Linked DNA regions of Solanum lycopersicum: region 2 is linked to region 1. The links are chromatin contacts, called in public HiChIP or PLAC-seq maps. All regions are on one chromosome and are shown on one strand. Each heading gives the region's core, a stretch centred on a gene start, on an enhancer-like site or on the middle of the called end of the contact. The rest is flanking DNA. Distances are from core to core; before and after follow the strand shown.

The links. HiChIP or PLAC-seq counts read pairs in DNA pulled down with a chosen protein or histone mark.
Region 2: a contact with region 1 is called in an RNA polymerase II HiChIP or PLAC-seq map of leaf, with 4 times the contacts expected there. The contact joins the promoter of LOC101250285 here to the promoter of LOC101251662 in region 1. A contact is called at or near these places in 3 of 8 Hi-C or Micro-C datasets (leaf and leaf mesophyll) and 1 of 1 datasets of contacts at active chromatin or transcription factors (leaf).

Annotation. Positions count from the first base shown.
Region 1 is chr3:53,021,660-53,026,439 of SLM_r2.1, reverse strand. LOC101251662 (COP1-interacting protein 7-like) reads left to right here and starts at 2,959. Exons shown (of 11, transcript XM_069295130.1): 1 at 2,959-3,351; 2 at 3,717-3,802. The coding sequence starts at 3,732.
Region 2 is chr3:53,200,509-53,205,288 of SLM_r2.1, reverse strand. It overlaps LOC101250285, which reads right to left and starts at 2,024. Exons shown (of 7, transcript XM_069295142.1): 1 at 1,018-2,024.

The DNA of each region.
Region 1 (4,780 bases), core at 1,710-4,209:
TTCCTCCCTTTATTTGTGTGTGATTTTTGTTTATCGTAACTTGGTAACGAATTTGAACTATTAAACTGGAGCTTCCCTGTCCAAATCGTGGCCAACGAGGTTTGATAAGTTATGCTTTAGACTTTGGTTTCAACTGTTCTTTTGGTTTCCAGATAGAAGGGAAACGATCTATGTTTCAAGATTTATAATTTCTTTAATCAACTTCAGGTCAAGCTTCTTCTCTGTTGGTAGAATATCCAGAGTTGCCAATTCAGGAAGAAGAATCCTATGTCGCTTAAAACCCATATTTAGATGTTGTGGGCTCTCCTAGAGTAAAAAAGTCTGTCATTCAAGATAGTTCTTGCAGCATGTGGTATATATGCCAAGTTTAGATAGTTCTTGCAGCATGTGCTATATATGCTATATCCACTACTTAATGGATTTTATATTAGACACTACATTGCCATTTTATATCTGGTAAAGGCTGTTATTTACAAGTGAAGAGAGGGTTTTTGCAACATGTGGTATATTCACTACTTTATGGCATTTATATTAGACATTTTCATTGCCATTCTATCTGATTAAGCCTGTAATTTACAAGTGAATAGGGGTTCTCCTAGTATAATACTAGCACTCCAGTTTTGTATTACATAGATAAGCTTCTACTTGGTAGAACAAGATGGTTACAGAAGAGCGGGCAAAACGGGAAGGAAATGGATATCTACGCTGTTGAAAAGGGGGCGGTTTAGAGTAATACTGGAGTTGGACTTGTTGAATTAATAGAAGGGAAATATATAAATCAAAATTTTAAATTAGGTGTGTGGGGACTGGGAATAAAGGAGATAGATATAGTGGGGAGAAGCCACATGATTGATTGTTATTTGAATATGGTATGAATTACTGTTGCTTCAAGATTTACTAAAAAGAAGTGGCTGATGTCTGTGTATTTGGCATTTGCCCTTGTGTGTTTTTTTCTTCCAAGTCAAGCTATAGGTCCACCATTCCCATGCAGCTGTCTCTCTATCACTTCCATTATTCCTGTTAAAAGTCCTCTCTCCAATTTCCAATCGTTTGACAAGACACACTATGTTCTTGTAAATTGTAATATAGCATAATATCCCAAAAAGAGATGAAAAAAAAAAGATTTATACGACCACAATTGGCTAAGATTTTACCTTTAAAACTTTTTGTTACAATTTAACGGAACAGAGTTTGAAGTTACACTTCTTCTTATGTTGGGACACTCCAAAATTTTCATTTTTGAACTTAAATAATAGAGAAGGTACTGTTCACATTTCATAATGCAAATTATGCACATGACTCCAGCTAGTTTGACTTCCTCTCCTCAACCATATGCCAAAATTACCTATAGGGTTTTTTTTCTAGCAATTATTTCAATGTGAATGCTTGATTTTGACTTGAGAAAGGAAAGGAATTATTCGAATTTTATAATTTTAAACTGAAAATATGTAAAAAAATATTCCAGAGTATTTTGTAATTTTTGTGGTCTAAACTGATGGAAACAATTTTCAAAAAGAAAAGAACATAAGAATAGTAACGTTTCATAGATGAAACAATTCTGATTTGTAGTAATTTTGACAAAGAGAGGGGACAAGAAAATGACAACAGAAGTCCCTTAGATATAGGAAATGGTTCAAAATGACCCCAGAATATATTTCTAAGCAATTTTGATTTTATAAATTTATTAAATATTTAACAAACTCACTAATATATTGTTTTAAACCAAAGACACCTTCCATCAAATCTTACAAACCAAAACCCCAAAATATTGCATTATTGATTATACACCAGAAATGGATAAAACGTACCTGTATGATTTCAAGTTTAGGTGATATTTTTTTCACAAATCATCCTAAAAAACAATATATTTTAATATTTTGTAATAACTTAAACTTTAAACTCTACACTTTATTCTTAATAAGATGATTTATAGTCATGTAAATATTTATAACTGTTTTAGATTATAAATTTCAAAAGTTTTAATTTCATTTTTGAACTTAGTATCTTGTCAATTAATATCGCATCATTGCAATGGAGAGAATAGCAAAAAATATACCTTAAACGGACCACTCTAAAACAGAAGATATTAAGAGTAGTATAAATAAATAAAAACAAACTCCAAATATGAGTTCTTCTAAAAAAAAAAACATTTGCAATTCATATTAAAATTTTCAATCAAAAGTTATTAAATAATTAATTAGAATTAATTAATTATCACTTTAAATATTTAAATGATCCCCTTGACTTTAGCTCAAATAATAAGGGACCATTTTTGCTATTTTATGAAGAGAGGACCACCAACTTAATTTGAATTTGAATTCATAGATGAAAAAAAAAAGTCGTACACTCTTTACATCGTTCCGACATTGAAAAGAACATAATTTAGCCTCTCCGTCCCAATTTATACAATATCTTTATTAGTTGATTACTATTTGACGATATCGTTTTATTGAGGTGTATTAACACTTTTATTTTGAAGAAATGTCAATTAAAAATAACCCACAAAATAACTTTAGTAAAAGACAATTTGATAAACATAACAAAAATTTTCCTTATTTTTTAAAATTACGTGACCAATCATATATAAATTGAGATGTAGACAATATAATTTTGGCCATTGAAATTTTTTAAACTCGAAAAATAGATTTTGATCTTCCTCAAAAAATTTTTTTTTTAATTTTGATCATAAAATTTTAAATAATTTTTACTTTTAGATTACTTACAAAAAAGTCAAGAACAACTTCAAACAATATTTTATCAACAAAAAACTTTATTTTTTTGTTTTTATTTTAGATTACTTACAAAAAGTCAGAAATAACCTGAAATAATATTCAATAGCTAAAAAAGAAATAATAATTTTTCACTTAAAAAGTAAAAACTATTTTTTATTTTAAATTTCATAATTAGCGTTGGGTGCAATAATAAACACATCATATATCATAGTATTAAGCAAAACACAATCACCACTTTTTCATCCCCACTCTCCCACCCACCCTTCACTCTCTCTCTAAAAACACACTCTCTGTAAGTTGTTTTTTGCTCCCTTCTTTTTATCTTCTTCCTTACACTCAAAGTTCTCTTCTTTCTTTGCTTTTTTCTCTCAACACTCCAACTGGGGCTGTGACCACAACTTTTATCAAAGTCTAAATCTTTTTATGTTCTTGAATCGAACCCCCATTTGAGATCTTCACTAACAAGGCAACAACTTTTTGCTTCTTTTTTTTTTCTGCAACTTTGAAGGGTGTGCTCTATTTCCACCTGCATTTTACTCTTCTGCAGAAACCCAGGTAGATTTTAGTTGATCCAAGTTTGAAACTTGACATTCTTGGACTAAGCATTTCTGGGTCAGTGGTACTTTTCTAAATCCAAGATTGTTTCTTTCTTGTGTAAATGTTGGTTCTTTTTTTGTGCTCTTTTGTTGCTTTTGTTTAATTTCAGCTTATTGATCTTTGGATAGTTGAGATTTGATTATGTTCATGTTGTTTTATCAGGTGAATAGATAGATTATTTTTCGCAATGTTGGGTTGATTCATTTGTTATTGTTTGATTCGTCTTCGATCAAAATGACTTCTTTGTTGAATTTAGAACACCGTACATGTCAGATGACTTCCTCTTTGAGTATATATTACTGCTACTGCTACTGCTAAAACGATTGAGAGTGATGAATAATCATGTCATTCTTACATTGAGATCTTTAACCAGTTTCCTTTCACCAGGCTTAGTCTTTAAAGATGGAGGATGGAATGGATGCTGATGTCTTGATGGACTATGTTGAATTTCAGATTTTTCCAAGCCAGAACAGGTCAGACTTTTGTTTAAATTTCAATTGGCTGTATCATTTTCAGTTTTTTGTTGCCTTACATTTTGTTTCTCCCTTATTGAAACAGGGAGTTCATGTTTGACATATATTTCTTCAGTATACCAAAATAACTTAAAACAAATTTTAGTTTGTACCTAGTGTAGCAGGATAATAGACCAGTTGGGGTTGTTGTTGGTTACTTTTGAAGTCCAACATTTAGGGCAATCGACATACTTTTGTAGCTTGTATTGGGATCTATTTTTCTGTAAATACTCATGCCTATTTATAGACATCTATTGCCACCATTTGACAAGTGATGAGAGGCGTTGACAATTGTAAGAATTTTCTTGGCTAATTCTTTTGCTGCCACATTGCTTTCGTTGGCGTTGAGATTTTAACCTCTCAAATACACTTTATGTTTGGTTTCTCAAATACATTTTGAAATAAATATTTTGCCTACAATATGCCACATATTTCACAAGAACTTACAGGAAGAAGCGTTTAACTTGCTGGATTTGCTTGATCAAGTGTAGTATGTTTGGTGCTTTTTGGACTATAAACCAAACTTAGACCGATAATAGCATCACCATTGATTATGTGATAATATGCTTTTATATGTTTATAACATGCTCATATTTGGTACAAGTTCAAATTATGTAAATTGTCAAACTGTTTTTGTCTATTAATCTTGATATGAAAGATCTTGGTGAAGTAATTATGATATTAGGAGTTAAAAGTTATAAGGAGTGAAAATGGATAATGTTGTCACAACAACATTGTGAGAAGACTTCTTAAGAAGTTTGAATGTTTTGAGGTGATTCATGTGGTCACTCCTTACGATGGATAACTCTCAATTGAAAAAGAATAATAGTGACCCAATTGCCCTTTAATTGGAGGTTGCTTCATTAAATGAATTTTAGTGGGCGTGATATATTTTATGTTGTGCGTAGATGTAGTCCCAATAAAGAGCATGGATCTGCA
Region 2 (4,780 bases), core at 775-3,274, 180 kb before region 1:
GCACCATCGATATTTTTTAAGAGTCCAAGCAACATAGACAATGGAATAATGGGAAGGAAGATCCAAACAAAGCTCACATGACGGCCGACAGTTTCATGCAGATGTTGAAGTAGAATATAAGTTCTCCACTATTATATTGTATAGAAAAATGATTTCATTTTGCATTTGAAGTTAGTGCAGAGTGAGGGCATGGGGGTTGGAGTAGAGTTGGAGAAGGTGACCACTCAACCTTTTACTTGAACCTTCACCTTCACCAATCAAATGAAAGCACAAACCCAATGGAATACTAATTCTCAACATTAGCCACAAAATTCTTCTGGGCAACCTATTATCTTTGTTTTTTTAAAAAAAAATCTCTATTACAAATGAGAAATGCCATTATTAAACAGTACATAAGAAACCAAATGAATACCACCACTAAGTGCAGCTTTTTACTCCTCCCAGAGCCTCAATATTTGCTCCCCGGCCCTAGTGACTCAAACTCACAACCGGTTAAACATGGAGAGTGCCCTCACATTTCTTCCTCAAAAGGAAATATGAATCATAAGCAAATAGGTTCGACACAAAAAACATCATCTTAGTAATCAGATACATGGTGTTGGTGGGAGGTGATAGGTATCACATGGATTGTGCGCGAAAGATATGTGTGACATCAAACATATCTCTGTAGAGAAAAAAAGGAGATTCCTATAGCAAGTAAGTAGGTGGATCTGTACTGCATTTCCTCATCAGTTTAGACAGAACATGTAAAACATATTGCAAGGAGCGGATATAACGTTACAGTTGTGACAGCAAACAAATGATTATAGATGTTTCAGTATAACTGTATAAGACATGAAAAACATAGCCATATGAAGATTCTAATAATTAGGAATAACCGAGATGTACAATGGTGGTAGAGACCAGGACGAACAGACTAAGAAGGTATGATATTTCATGGTAACTTTTAATACTTGTAAAAGCTTTCTAAATTGTTCAAAATATTTCATTGAGATTCCAAGGAATAAATATACTAACCTCAATCTACAGCTTTACATTCAACTTCCCCCACAGAAAATAAATTAGGATATGCAACCAGTCAGTAATAGTTCACCATTATATCTCAAAATCAAATTGCAGAGAGTAAAGGCAGCCTAAAATGAAATACGAATACAATAGACACAACCAAAATCATGTTTAAATAATAGTTCAAGGTTAAAGAACTGAAAACCAAAAGTACATCTAGTTTTATATTTCGTGAAAGAAAAAGCCCCTTGTCCCCTCATCTCTTTAAGAAAAAAAAACACTTTCAACAGTGAACTTATGTATAAATCACAACCAAAAAAAAAAAAAAACTTTTTTGGTCACACACCAAAGTCTGAGAAGATACTCAGAATAGTTACAAAAATAAATCAACATGGAAGAGTGGCAAACTTTCAGACACAAACACAATCTGTTAAACTAAGCAGAGTCAACTCTTCTCACAAACCCTATAATAAATAATAAAAATCAATCATAAAAGAGAAAGGATCTCTAATCTAGCAATCTAATGAATCTATATACACAAGGAACTGTTCAGAATCAGAATAATGTTAATTCGATGAGTAAAAAAGAGAAAGGATGAGAAATCGAAGAAATACTTATCTGCTAACTAACCAAAATCGGCGAGTACACACACAGTTATATGTGAAACCCTAACTCTGCAATACAAAAGCTTTTGCAGCAATAAATCGAAAGAAGAAGGAAAGGGAAATGAGATGAGGGGTAACTAAATACGGAGAAGATGAAAATGAAAATTAAAATGTTTCTAGTCAATGCCTAAAAAAATGTTTTTTTTAAGTCAGTATAAAAAGTTGAGTTATTATTACAAGTACTTTTCTAGCATTTGCCTGATAATTATTAAATTTTCAAAATTAAATTTTTAAATATATTTTTTAATTATATAATTTGATCTTTAAATATTTTTGAATTTCGAAAAACTAGGTCAGACCTATTTTTGGATTATTAGCACTTCCATTCATAATTTTTTTTTTTGAAACATAGATATTTTTTTTGGCTATTTTTGTCATTGATTAGTTGGTGTCAATTGGAGAATATTAATTATTGTGCTAGCCAAATGCTACGTACCGTGTAGCATAATTAAATCGGATAAATATGCTTTTTTTAAGATGCTTTTCGTTTTGTTCTAAATTTTTGTAGTAAAAATTATTCTATCTTTTTCGTACTTAAAAAATAAAAAAGACAGATTTTTACCTTTTTTAAAATTTCAAAATTGCTCTATCCAACTTGCAACATTTCCTTTTGTCCCTGCTTCTTGATCCCTTTTTACTACTAATGTTGTTGGTATAATATAACTATTACGATTACGATAATAAATTTAGTATAATTTCATAAATAGATTTGAAGACGAAAGAGAATAATATATATATATATATACACACACATTGTGATTCTTGAGTTGATTCGTTAATGTCTATATTTTAGAATGACCCTATTTTTAGTCATAATTTTTGAAAATCTTTTAAAGCAAATATTTTTGTTTTTTAAACTGATTTCCTACAAAGCAAAGATGAGTTTTGAAAAAGTGGTTTAACCAAGATTTAAGCAAAAGCATTTAAAGTATTTTTTTTAGTAAAAGAATCTTTCCGATAGAGTTAAAAATGTATTTTTTTTTAATTATATCACTTGATGTATTCAGTGCAAATGTTTTAGTAACTTCGCTCCTTTATTTCTTTACACTCAGTTGAGTATATATCTATATTTATTGTAATTCTTTCATTGAGTTATTTGTTATTCAGTTATATTGCATGTATACTCTTACATTCAACGTATTAATGTCATTCGACCTGTACTTTTTAATGATGCAGATATATGTTCTTAGCATTCTCAACAAGAGTGTTTAAACCACTTCGTCCACTCATCAGATTTTGAGTGAGTTTTCCTTACTTTTGGATGACTCTAGTTTTATGAGTTTTCAATAGTAATTCTCTTGAGGAGTCATCGATCTTTTCTCGACACTCGTTTGTGTACGATGGAGGCTTCATAGATGGACAGTTTTGAAGAGTCTTTTGATTTCACACATTTTATTTAAAACTTATGTAACTTATTGCACTGTTGATTTAGCATTTCTTTCAGTTTGATGCTTATGTATGCATGAGTTAGTCTTCTCCTTTTAATCATCCAGAATGAGGTTCGTTTGGGGCCATCAATGATTCTTAGTGTCTTCCACGCTAGGGTATAGGCTTGCGTGGTGACAAACCCAATAATTTTCTTAATTGTTTTTGTTCATTATTTGGATGTGTTACTTAATCAATTCTTTTCCATTAATGAATCTAAAGTTCGATCTTTCTAACCTTCAATTTTGATTTACTAACAAATTTTTAAATTGATGCAAAATAAGTTATGGTTAAAAGTGTATGGTTTGAATATTAGAGTTGGCTTGGTGGTGAAAATTCGGTGAGGACAGAGACCTGATATTGAAGGTGAGTCACTACCAGTGTTACTTGGTCTGTTGAAGAGAAAATACAGAATATACGAAAGATTAAAAAAAAGTAAAAATAAATAAGAACAAAAGAAAACATACATAATTTATTTTTAAAATATAGAAAACTAATATGAAGTAAAAGAAATATTTATAAAGTTAAAGTTTTAATTATCTTTTTACCTCTCACTTTCTTAAAGAAAATGAACCACATTGTAACATCTCGCAACTAGAAACGACTAGAAAAGAAGTTAAAATCTGGAAATATTTATTTGTGGAAAGAATAAGAAAAATCTGAAATATTGACTAAGTTAGGAAAGCGAGTTTTGATCATTTTCAAACGACCATAGCTCCTAGATCATAATTAGTAAGGAGTAGTTCCAAATATAGTTGGAAAGACCTTTGAATAATCTTTCCAACGCCGCCGAGTTTGTGAGATTTCAATATTGTATGAGTGATATATACTTTCATGAAAGTTGGGTTGTCGATTAAGGAAAGTCCAATCCAGATTTGGGGAGGGCAAAGTTGTCTTTTCCTTGCCTAATTTAATTAATTCATTTTTAGGAATTTATTGGAGTAAAAACTAAATTTAGTTCGGTTTGAAAAAAGAGGAATTACGCTTAGGACTTGGAGAAGAGAGAAAAAGAAGAGGAAGGTAGAGAAAAGTCAAGGATTCACCAAAAATGTCAAGCTTTATGAGTGGAATTCGTCGGGGGTGATCCCTATAAAGGTATGTGAGATCATTTGGTATTGGGTCAGTTCACCCACCCACCAAACTTTTTTCGATTTAGTTATTAGAGAGTTATTTACATGTTAATATGTAAAGTTTTTGAAGAACATTATCGAATTCTTGTTGGTGGAGTTGTTGAATGCCTAATGTCAATTTGATTCTTTTTCAAGTTATTTTGAGTCAAATCTATTGGGTATTGACGGTACTAATGATCCTAAGTGTTTGGAGAAAGAATCATAGAAGTTTAGAGGGTTTAGAGATGAAAAATGAAGGAGAAAAGTCCAGAACACCTAGGTATAAGGGTTTGGGTTGTCGCGCCAGCCAGAGCGCCCCAACTTGGCCTCCGAAGTTTGGGGCCTGGCGTCTTACGCCTCTCATAGACATTAAAGGATCATACTTTTTAGATTATCACTTAAGTTAAGCTAGTGGATCCACTAAGTTAAGTAAGGTCCTATACCGATAGAAAGGCATAAGATGGTCTTCGGCAGCGTGATGTAAAATTTTGTATCATCACTTAGGCTCATAGTGATTGTTGTAAGTTAGAGAATCTCCAATAGTAGTTATATTACTTTAAATGAGTAAAATTAAGT